Linked DNA regions of Oryctolagus cuniculus: region 1 is linked to region 2. A link is a contact called in public Micro-C data. All regions are on one chromosome and are shown on one strand. Each heading gives the region's core, a stretch centred on a gene start, on an enhancer-like site or on the middle of the called end of the contact. The rest is flanking DNA. Distances are from core to core; before and after follow the strand shown.

What was found. A called contact is a pair of places that touch in the nucleus more often than the background predicts.
Region 1: a contact with region 2 is called in a Micro-C map of ear pinna, with 2.0 times the contacts expected there. The contact joins the enhancer-like site here to the promoter of TSPAN5 in region 2. A contact is called at or near these places in 3 of 6 Hi-C or Micro-C datasets (ear pinna, psoas muscle and an unstated tissue).

The regions. Positions count from the first base shown.
Region 1 is chr8:66,877,045-66,881,234 of mOryCun1.1, reverse strand. The region is part of intron 1 of TSPAN5 (tetraspanin 5); the gene reads right to left. Among named protein-coding and RNA genes, the nearest start is that of TSPAN5, 77 kb to the right of the region's middle. Within about 2 kb of position 1,579, at least 4 of the 8 cell types and tissues checked have an H3K27ac peak or open chromatin away from gene starts, as enhancers often do. A contact at or near this core is called in ear pinna, where this site is marked.
Region 2 is chr8:66,799,777-66,803,980 of mOryCun1.1, reverse strand. It overlaps TSPAN5 (tetraspanin 5), which reads right to left and starts at 2,054. Exons shown (of 8, transcript XM_051820160.2): 1 at 1,604-2,054. The coding sequence starts at 1,684.

The sequences.
Region 1 (4,190 bases), core at 330-2,829, 78 kb before region 2:
GTGTCGGTCTACAGTCACCCCTTACAGAGCTACCAGGAGGCCACCAGGGGGCGCCACCTCAATCACCTAATAAAATCCAAACACTTCACAAGGCCCTGCCTCTAAACTCCATAACTGGATTAAGTTTCCAACTTTTTAGTTACTATTAGTTAGTTACTATTAACATAAGACTTTGAGACCAGGTCTATAACGCGTGGCTCTTTGGGAGACACTCAAACTAATATCCAAACCATAGCAACCAGCGTTTGTCCTGAGAATAACGTTCTCACACTTTGGCCCAACTTCATTCTGACAGAACTCGAAGCAAGTGATTTATTGGGTCAGGTCCGGTGTTGAGAGAACACTAGACACGGAGTCAAGAAACCTGATTTCTAGTCCAGATCCTGCCCTATCCCAGATGTGTATCTTGGATGATTTACTTCCCTTCTCTGGGTGAATTTATTTCACTGCACTCCTCAAGCGTGAAATGAGACATTGTAGAAGATCAGTACAGATCTTGCTCTACCAGGACACATAAGCTCTGCAATCAGGTTGGAAGACGGGCCAGTTTTGCTTTCTAGCTGCTGACTAAATCCTATTTTTAAGTCTTGTTTCTCAGTCTCCTGAAAAGTTGGCCTGAGAAAATAAAACACTGCCAAGCAATCCGGAAGAACCAGTGCTACTCCACAAGGCAGGGAGAAGAGTCAAGATTCCCTAACAGTAGGCTTTGAATTCAGTGTCAGCTGGTTAACCGACTCTTCCCACACCAGAGTTGCCAAATGCATCTGGAAAGTTCTTCTCAAAAGCAGTGTGACATTCTCAGAGGCCGTAGTATTAGTTTCGTTTCAAGTCCAGGTGAAACTGCTTTCAATTAATTTAAATGTAGTATTTTGAAAATGCTACCAGAAGAATCCATCTCTTTGACTTCTGTTCTTTCCTCTCTCTTTTCTCCTAACCATTGAAGACTCTGTGTTGAAATCCAACCTTTCCCCATTAACTGCCTTCTCAGTGTGAAGAAACCAGCCTGCAGATTTGCTCCAGGCCCTGGTACAAGTTCTGAACCCTGGCACTGTTTCCAAGGTAACAAGTTAAAAAAAAAAAAAAGCACAGACAGGTCTTGCACATTTAATATGGAGATGAACGAGATCACTCAGTAGTATTTCACTCAGAGGCAAGAACACAGATTAAATCCTCTCTTCCGTCCCCATTTACACCAGGAGGAATTTATTTGGGGCTTTTACAACAGACATAATGATTCTCCTTTGGCAATGCGGTTTCCAAAACACAAAATTCCACAGAGAGTTTGTTATGGTTAATCAAGCGCAAAGCAGCTTCTGTCGAGAAAGTCTAAAAGGAGAAAGAAAAGGGGTCCCACAGCACTGAATCTAATTCTAGACACTTGTTTTTTTAGTTCCCTTACAGACACCCAACAATGGTTGCACACACGCACCTCTGCCAGCTCCTCACACAGTAAGCAGTTACCGGCCCCACTGCGCCAGGGGCACGCAAGAGAAACTCGCAGTTCCCGACGTGGAGGAGGGACTTTGGCTCCCAAATGGAAAGGGGGAGGCAGGGAGGTGGTGCCCCGTCCTGCCCCTTGGACAAAGGCAGGGAACTGAAAGCGCTGGCGGCTGGGAGGCAAAGCAGCCAACGCCAAGGGCGGAGGGTGGGGGGTGGGGGTGGCTGAGGGAGAGCCTTTGCTTTGAAGGCTGTCCTGGGACAGCCAGGACCAGGGCCAGCACGCAGCGCAGCCATCACACAGGCCGCCGGCTGCTTCCCAGACCTCCTTCCAGAAAAGGGGAGGAAGCCAAAGAAGGGAAGAGTCAGTCAATCAGTAACGCGGCAGTAACAAAAAACTAGTCCTAGAAGGGCAGAGGCGGAGACAAAGAAGATGATTTGGTGTGTACCAGCGATCCCAGTAATCAGAGCCCAGCTTGGCACAGGCATAGCGAGGCTCCCACACCCACAGCTACTGAACCCTGCGCCCCGTGATTTCCAGTGTTCTTAGTTGCAAACAAAGACCCATTGTGTCTTCTTGGATGGCCATGCTACCAATTTGTCTCCTACCTCCCAAAGAAGCCTAATTATGAGTTTTTTCCTCTGCTCTCTGCCTTATTCTCAGCTCCATGAAGAGCAAACACGTATTGCACTATGGGAAAGAAGGTGGAGAAGGCACAGCAGGTCTGGAACTGTAACCCTCTGCCTCTGGACCTCAGCACAACCAGGCTCTATGGAAGGTCCACAAAGTCCGTGGTGCCCGGACCCCAGGCCCTAAAGCCCATCTGTTTCTACCTCTATGGCATCTCCCTAAAGGTGTCCCCCTCACTCCCCACCCTGCTTTTGCATGCTCAGCTGGTCCAAAAAACCCAAAGCCAGCAGTCTTCCAGCCTGCACCAGCCCCTGTGGGCTACTCTTCCAACTGGATATTCTGTGGCACACTTTTGAGCGCTCATTTTCCCATGTTGTAAAAGTGGTATGTCTCGAAAAGTTAAAAAGGAATTAACTTCATCACAGCCAATGGGATGAAAAAAAAAGCAGACTAAAAAGGCACTAGGCTTCCAAGACATCACTGAGCCTTTGAAGAGCGCCAACTGTGCCAATGTCACATGAGTGAGACGATGGGCAACGGAGAATCTGTTTCCACCATATGTCTCACTCAAGAAAGAAAGGGCAGTGTTGGGTGCTAACTTCATTTTTTTTTTTTAAAGTTACCAACCCCACTCTTCTGTCTGTCACTTCTGAAAAATAAACTTTACAATTACCATTGTCTATTTTTTAAAGAATCTCTTCTCTGGTCTCTTGCTCTGAGTACATTTAATATAATTTCTCTCCTCCCAAAGGTCCTTCAATTTATTTCCATTCACTGTTATAAAACTTAGTTTTCCCCTCATTCCTAATGCTTGAAAAGGACAAAGATAATAAGAATAAACAATGGGAAAAGGAAGCCCAAGAAAACCCAGTTATGATATTCAAAGAGATAAGCTTGCCCTGTGGCATATTTATCTGTCCTAAAAGAGATTCACTAAGGGGAAACTTAAGCTCCTCGTATCATGTGTGCTCCTGGAAGATTTCAAATGCTGTTTCTCTAATGTGAGTGTTGAAATAATGCCATTGGGTTTACATTTAATAACATCTTATGCTTACAGAGTGTTTTGTTTTTGCCTTTTAAATTTGTTTTTATTTATTTATTTGAGAGTCAGACAGAGAAAGGGAGCTCCCATCCACTGATTCATTCCTTAAATGCTTGCAACAGCCAAGCAGAGCCAGGCCAGGCCAAAGCCCCAAGCCATGAATTCAATCCAGGTCTCCCATGTGGGTAGCAGGAATCCAATTCCTTGAGCCATCAGTAAGCCTTCTAGGGTCTGTATTTGCAAGAAGCTCAAGTTAGGTGTCGAGCCCAAACACTCTGGTGTGGGTATCTCTTAAGTGGTCTTTATGTCCCATCTGTCATTTTATCCTTGTGGGAAAAGGAAAGAGTTAAAACCCTAGGAAGGTGGTTGGAAACTGGGTTATTACTATCACACTCTACAGATGAGGAAGCTAGGCCCAGCACTAAAGAAATCGGGAAGTGCTTGAGAGCTAGAAGACAGAGCGCCATACCCAGGATCCACACCCAGGATCCACACCCAGGTTCCACACCCTGACCCCCCATCCTGGGTTAATTCTGCAACACTTCCGTCCTCAGTGCTTTCTCCATGGGAAGAAGGTTCACCCCAGGCAGGTGTCTGCTGGGAATAAGAGAAGGCCAACACAGCGTGGACGCCTGCACAGCCAGCACTGGTCAGACACTGGGGCGGGGGTAGCTTTGCTTTATATTATTGCTTATGGGTCAACTAGTCCTCAGAAACTAAGGCCAGTCCTGATCTGGAAGCATGGCCAAGATCCAACTGTGGCGCTCTGGGTCCCTGGTCAGACTTCAAGAAGCAACCGGAGGGCGGAGCCAAGATGGCGGAATAGTGAGGGCGCGCACCGATAGTCCGGGAAAATTTAGTTTAATAAAAGGGGAGTTACGGTAGCCGCAGAAAATAGAACCAAACAAAAATTGCAGGGGAAACCCTTCTGAATGGAGCAGGCATGAATCGGACGACCTACTGGGAGAACAAGGTCGCCCACCGCACGGAAGCAAAGTCGCGGGACCCAGCCGCAGAAGCCCCAGGGTCTGCACGACAGTGCTCCAAGGAGAGTGCACGCCACACAGAAAACAGCGGGGA
Region 2 (4,204 bases), core at 805-3,304:
GAATCACATATAACCACTGGCAAAAAATCAAACTGCCTGTGAAGGACTGGACAGGATACCTACTCCCACCTCCCCTCCTCATTTCTGAGTCCAGAGGACAGACCATGCCTACACACAAACTGAGCTCCAATCCCTTCCATTGCCTCTCACAAAACATGTGTGACCAATGCAAGACGCTCCTGGAGAAAAGAGAAAATAAAACAATCTGGTACAATATGGTAGGAAATGCGTGTCTGTGTGTGTGTGTGTGTGTGTGTGTACACATACATACAGAGCTGTGGAGACGACTACTCTCACAGATGCGTATATTTACAGCAAACAGCTCAAATTCAAGGAGAATCCACACTAAATACACCGTGTGTTCATGCTGCTGTGGCTCATTTTCAACCGCGCAGTTGGATCATTGTTCACCTCACAAGGGAGGGCAACTTGGAGAACCCCCCCTCCACCTCGAGGGACACCATCTTTACCTCCCCCCACCCGGGGAGGGGGCTGCCCAGGGAGGAGAGGATGGCACGGGATGATCCGGCGAGGAACAACAACACGGTCTTCCAGCCAGCGTTTCTCCCCTAGTCCTACAGAACTCTTTGTCTGGTTGCTGAACACGTTTGCGAGATCAGGAGAAAGAATCAAAACAAAACAAAAGAGTAGGCGTCCCAGCCTCATTACAATAGGTGCCCAGCACAAGGTAGCGCCAAGCCGAGCAGGGCTCTGGTCTGGCGTTCAAACATCCGCTCTCGCCGTGCCTCCCAGAAACCGAATCTCGCACACCTCCTCTGCTGCATCTCCCCAAGGTCCCCCAACCTCCAGGAAAAAAAAAAAAAAAAAAGGCCGGCTCCGTGTCACTCCTCTAAAAAGGAAGGCGTGAGGCGCGAGCCCAAGGAAGCGTCTGTGGCCGAGGACTTGTTATGATGCCGACAATGATATATATAGAAATCAGTCCCTGCTCCCCGCAAGCCCACTGGCCGGTCAGTCCATTACGCAAAAGACCGCTTCCCAGCCGAGGGGCAAGAGCGCGCAGGAAGCGTTATTTACGTGCACCGTCCAGAGCCCTACACACCACGGCATCTGCATCCCACACAAAGCCCGAGATGGTGCAAGGAGACACACGCTGAGCATGGCACAGACCAGCCGCGGAAACACGGAGCCCAGCCCTCGGCCAATCAGAGCCCAGCGAGAAGGTGGACCCCCGGGCCGGCTCTGCCCGGTGAGCCTCCCCCATTATGACACCACGCTCTGCCCGACATCCGTATCCCACGGGGAGCGAATCCGATTCGTGTAGCTGCTCATTTCTCAAACTGCACAGCCCTTCCTCTCATCTGCAGCCCTGCGATCGTTCTTTAAAAAGCCACCCACCACGGCCTGGGTGCCCCCTTCCCGGCTCAGTTTTTTTTTTTTCTTTTCCCCTCTTCCCATTCCCAGGAAGGATTAAACGCGTCCCTCTCCGACGCGCACCCTGGGAAGGCGGAAGGCTAATGCCTGTCCCCGGCTCGGGCAAGCGCCCCCAGGGCTGAGAAAAGTAAAGGCGGCGAGCAGCTCGGGGGAAATCGCAGCGAAACCCATCAGCCACAGTAGTTGGAATCCCAGGAGCGCTCCAACTTACCCAGAATATGACATTGAAGCCAAAAATGAAGTACTTGATGCAACAACTGACTTCAGGACCCTTGTAGTGCTTCCCGGACATCCTCTGGGTTCATGAAGACACTTGCCCCGGCTGCCCGACTTTGGAGCCCCGGAGCGGCCCGGCAGGGAGGGAGCGGGGGCTCGGGGCCGCAGCGCGGGCGGCCCGGGCTCAGCCGTGCGGGGACCGGCAGCAGGAGAGCGGCTCCCGCACCTCCAGCGGCTCGCGCGCCGAGGCCGCCAGAGCCGGGGTCGCGTCGAGCAGGCGAAGAAGCCGCGCGCTGCAAGCCCGAGGCTTCCGAGGCTGGCCGCGTCCACAAGGCGAGCGCCTGCGTCCGCGCGCCAGGCGGTCGGGTGCGGAGGTCCGTCCCCGGGCTTCGGGCAAAAGCGGCCGCGGCAGATGCTGGCGGAGACGCGGCTCGCGCGCCCTCCCGCCCCTCGCCCCGCCCGCCGCTCGCCCCGCCCGCGCCGCCCGCAGCTCCGCCCGCCGCCCGCCGCCCGAGCCTTGGCGAGGCGCGCGCGCGCGCACGGGCTGGGGCGCTCCCGGGCGGGCGGCCGTGGCACCACGTAGCCGCCGCCTCCTTCTACCGCTCCCCGCCCCTTCTCCGGCCAGCTCCGAGCGCCCCGGCCGGCTAGCCCTGCTGCGGGGTAGGTGGGATGGGCGCCCGGCGAGCGCGCCCATTGGGAAAGCAGCCTGGCGAAGGGGCCGGGATTGATGAGCGGAGAGTGCCTGTCGCCGCCGCATTTGCACACAGCACTGGATGGAGGGACGCCTGCACCCCTTCCGGGTGTGACCACACTCACGCCCCCTCGTATGCCCGGACTGTGTGGCGAGAGGCGAGGTTGGGCCACTGGGCAGCAGAGGAGCGAGGTCGTGGATTTCGCTGAGCTCGGGGTTAGGCTGTTGGGAAGGGAGAGAGAATCTGGGATCACCGGCCTTGTGAAAGAAGGGCTCCCTGTGTGACTCCAACCCGTCCTGCCCACCTGCATGAGGAGACGGGACATTCACCCCGAAATGGGGACGATGACGGACAAATGGCCCAAAGGAGCCTTGACCCAGGATTAGGGGCCTCTTCCCGGGGTCTGCTGCAACAGCACAAACCGCCCCCCGAGAATGGTGCCCAAGGAACTTAACCGCTTCCTGCCTCTGGGAAGGAATCCAGAAGGGGTTCCAGGGACAGTCTTGTGGGGAATCTGAATTGGGTTTATAGGTCACGAACCATGAAGGTGTTGGCCCCAGAGAAATGTGATGGAGCGTGTGGCGGGAAGTTAGCTGAGCAGGTGTGTCCCTTCATTACCCACCACCCTCCTGGAACATTGTCTGAGGTGCTGGCATAGCAGGTACAAATATTCCCTGGAAAGAAGAGGGAAAACTGCTCAGAACTGTAAACATCCATGGATTTTTTTTTTTTCTAAACGCTTCACACAGCTGGAAAGAGAGATGGGAGAGGGAAAAAATTCCAGCACCGCCCTGTGCAACCTGATGCCAGACACAGAAATCTTCCTGTTTAGGAAGTTCCCTGGCTGAGTTTAAGAGCCACTGGCATAGAAATTGGCATGGCAAGAAGTTGCTTTTTCCTGCAATCAACGACCCTTTGAGATGGTTCTTGGCCTTCAAGGTGACAGAGGCTGAATTGAGGTCACAGATATGAACAGGATACCCACCAAGCTGGGTACCACACAAGCAATGCCCGTGGCTAACAGTGACTTCAGCGCTTTGGATACAATAACCCTCTCTCCCTCAAAAGTACCCCCTAGCCACCTGAAATGCAGACCATCTACCTCCTGCCTGATGGCCTTCAAAAGGAAGGGCTTTCACTGGTGGATTTCCCTCTTTACAGAAAGCACGGACTAGCTTTACCTAAGCCTTTTCGGGCTGTGCTGTAATTCTTCGTATATAAATAGAACAGTTGCTGCAGGAATACGGGTAAGTCAGAGGAAAGGTCTGTCTTAAGTTGATGTGACACATTTCAGAAAACAGCTAAAAATTAGATCCAATTGATGACTCAGTTGATTCCTAAATGTGATTTATCTTTGAAATAAAAATGAACAGATATCCCATATACCCATGTGCTCATACACCCAAACCCCTCCCCCATCCTCAAGCACAAGGGTACATTCACTGCATTGACGAGCCAGCACTGACACATCATTATCACCTGAGAACCACTGTGGACATTAGGGGTCACTCGGGGTTGCACATTCTATAGCATGCTCGCACCATTAAAATACCCTGCAGAGAATTTTCACTGCCATAAAATTCCTCTTAGGTCTGCTGATTTCATCCGTCACTCCCCACCAACTACTGATGTTTTACTGTCTTCATGGTTTTGTCTTTTCCAAAATGCCAAATAGAAGGAATCACACAGTATATAGTCTTCCTCTCAATTTTGAACCGAAAACTGCTCTTAAAAAATGTCTTGAAAGGGGGCTGGCGTTGTGGCACAGTCTGCCGCTTGCAAAGCCAGGCATCCCGTATCGGAGTTTGAGTCCTGGCTTTCCACTTCCATTCCAGCTCCCTACTAATGTGCCTGGGAGAGCAGCAGGTGATGGCCTGAGTGCTTGGGCCTCCGCATCCATGTGC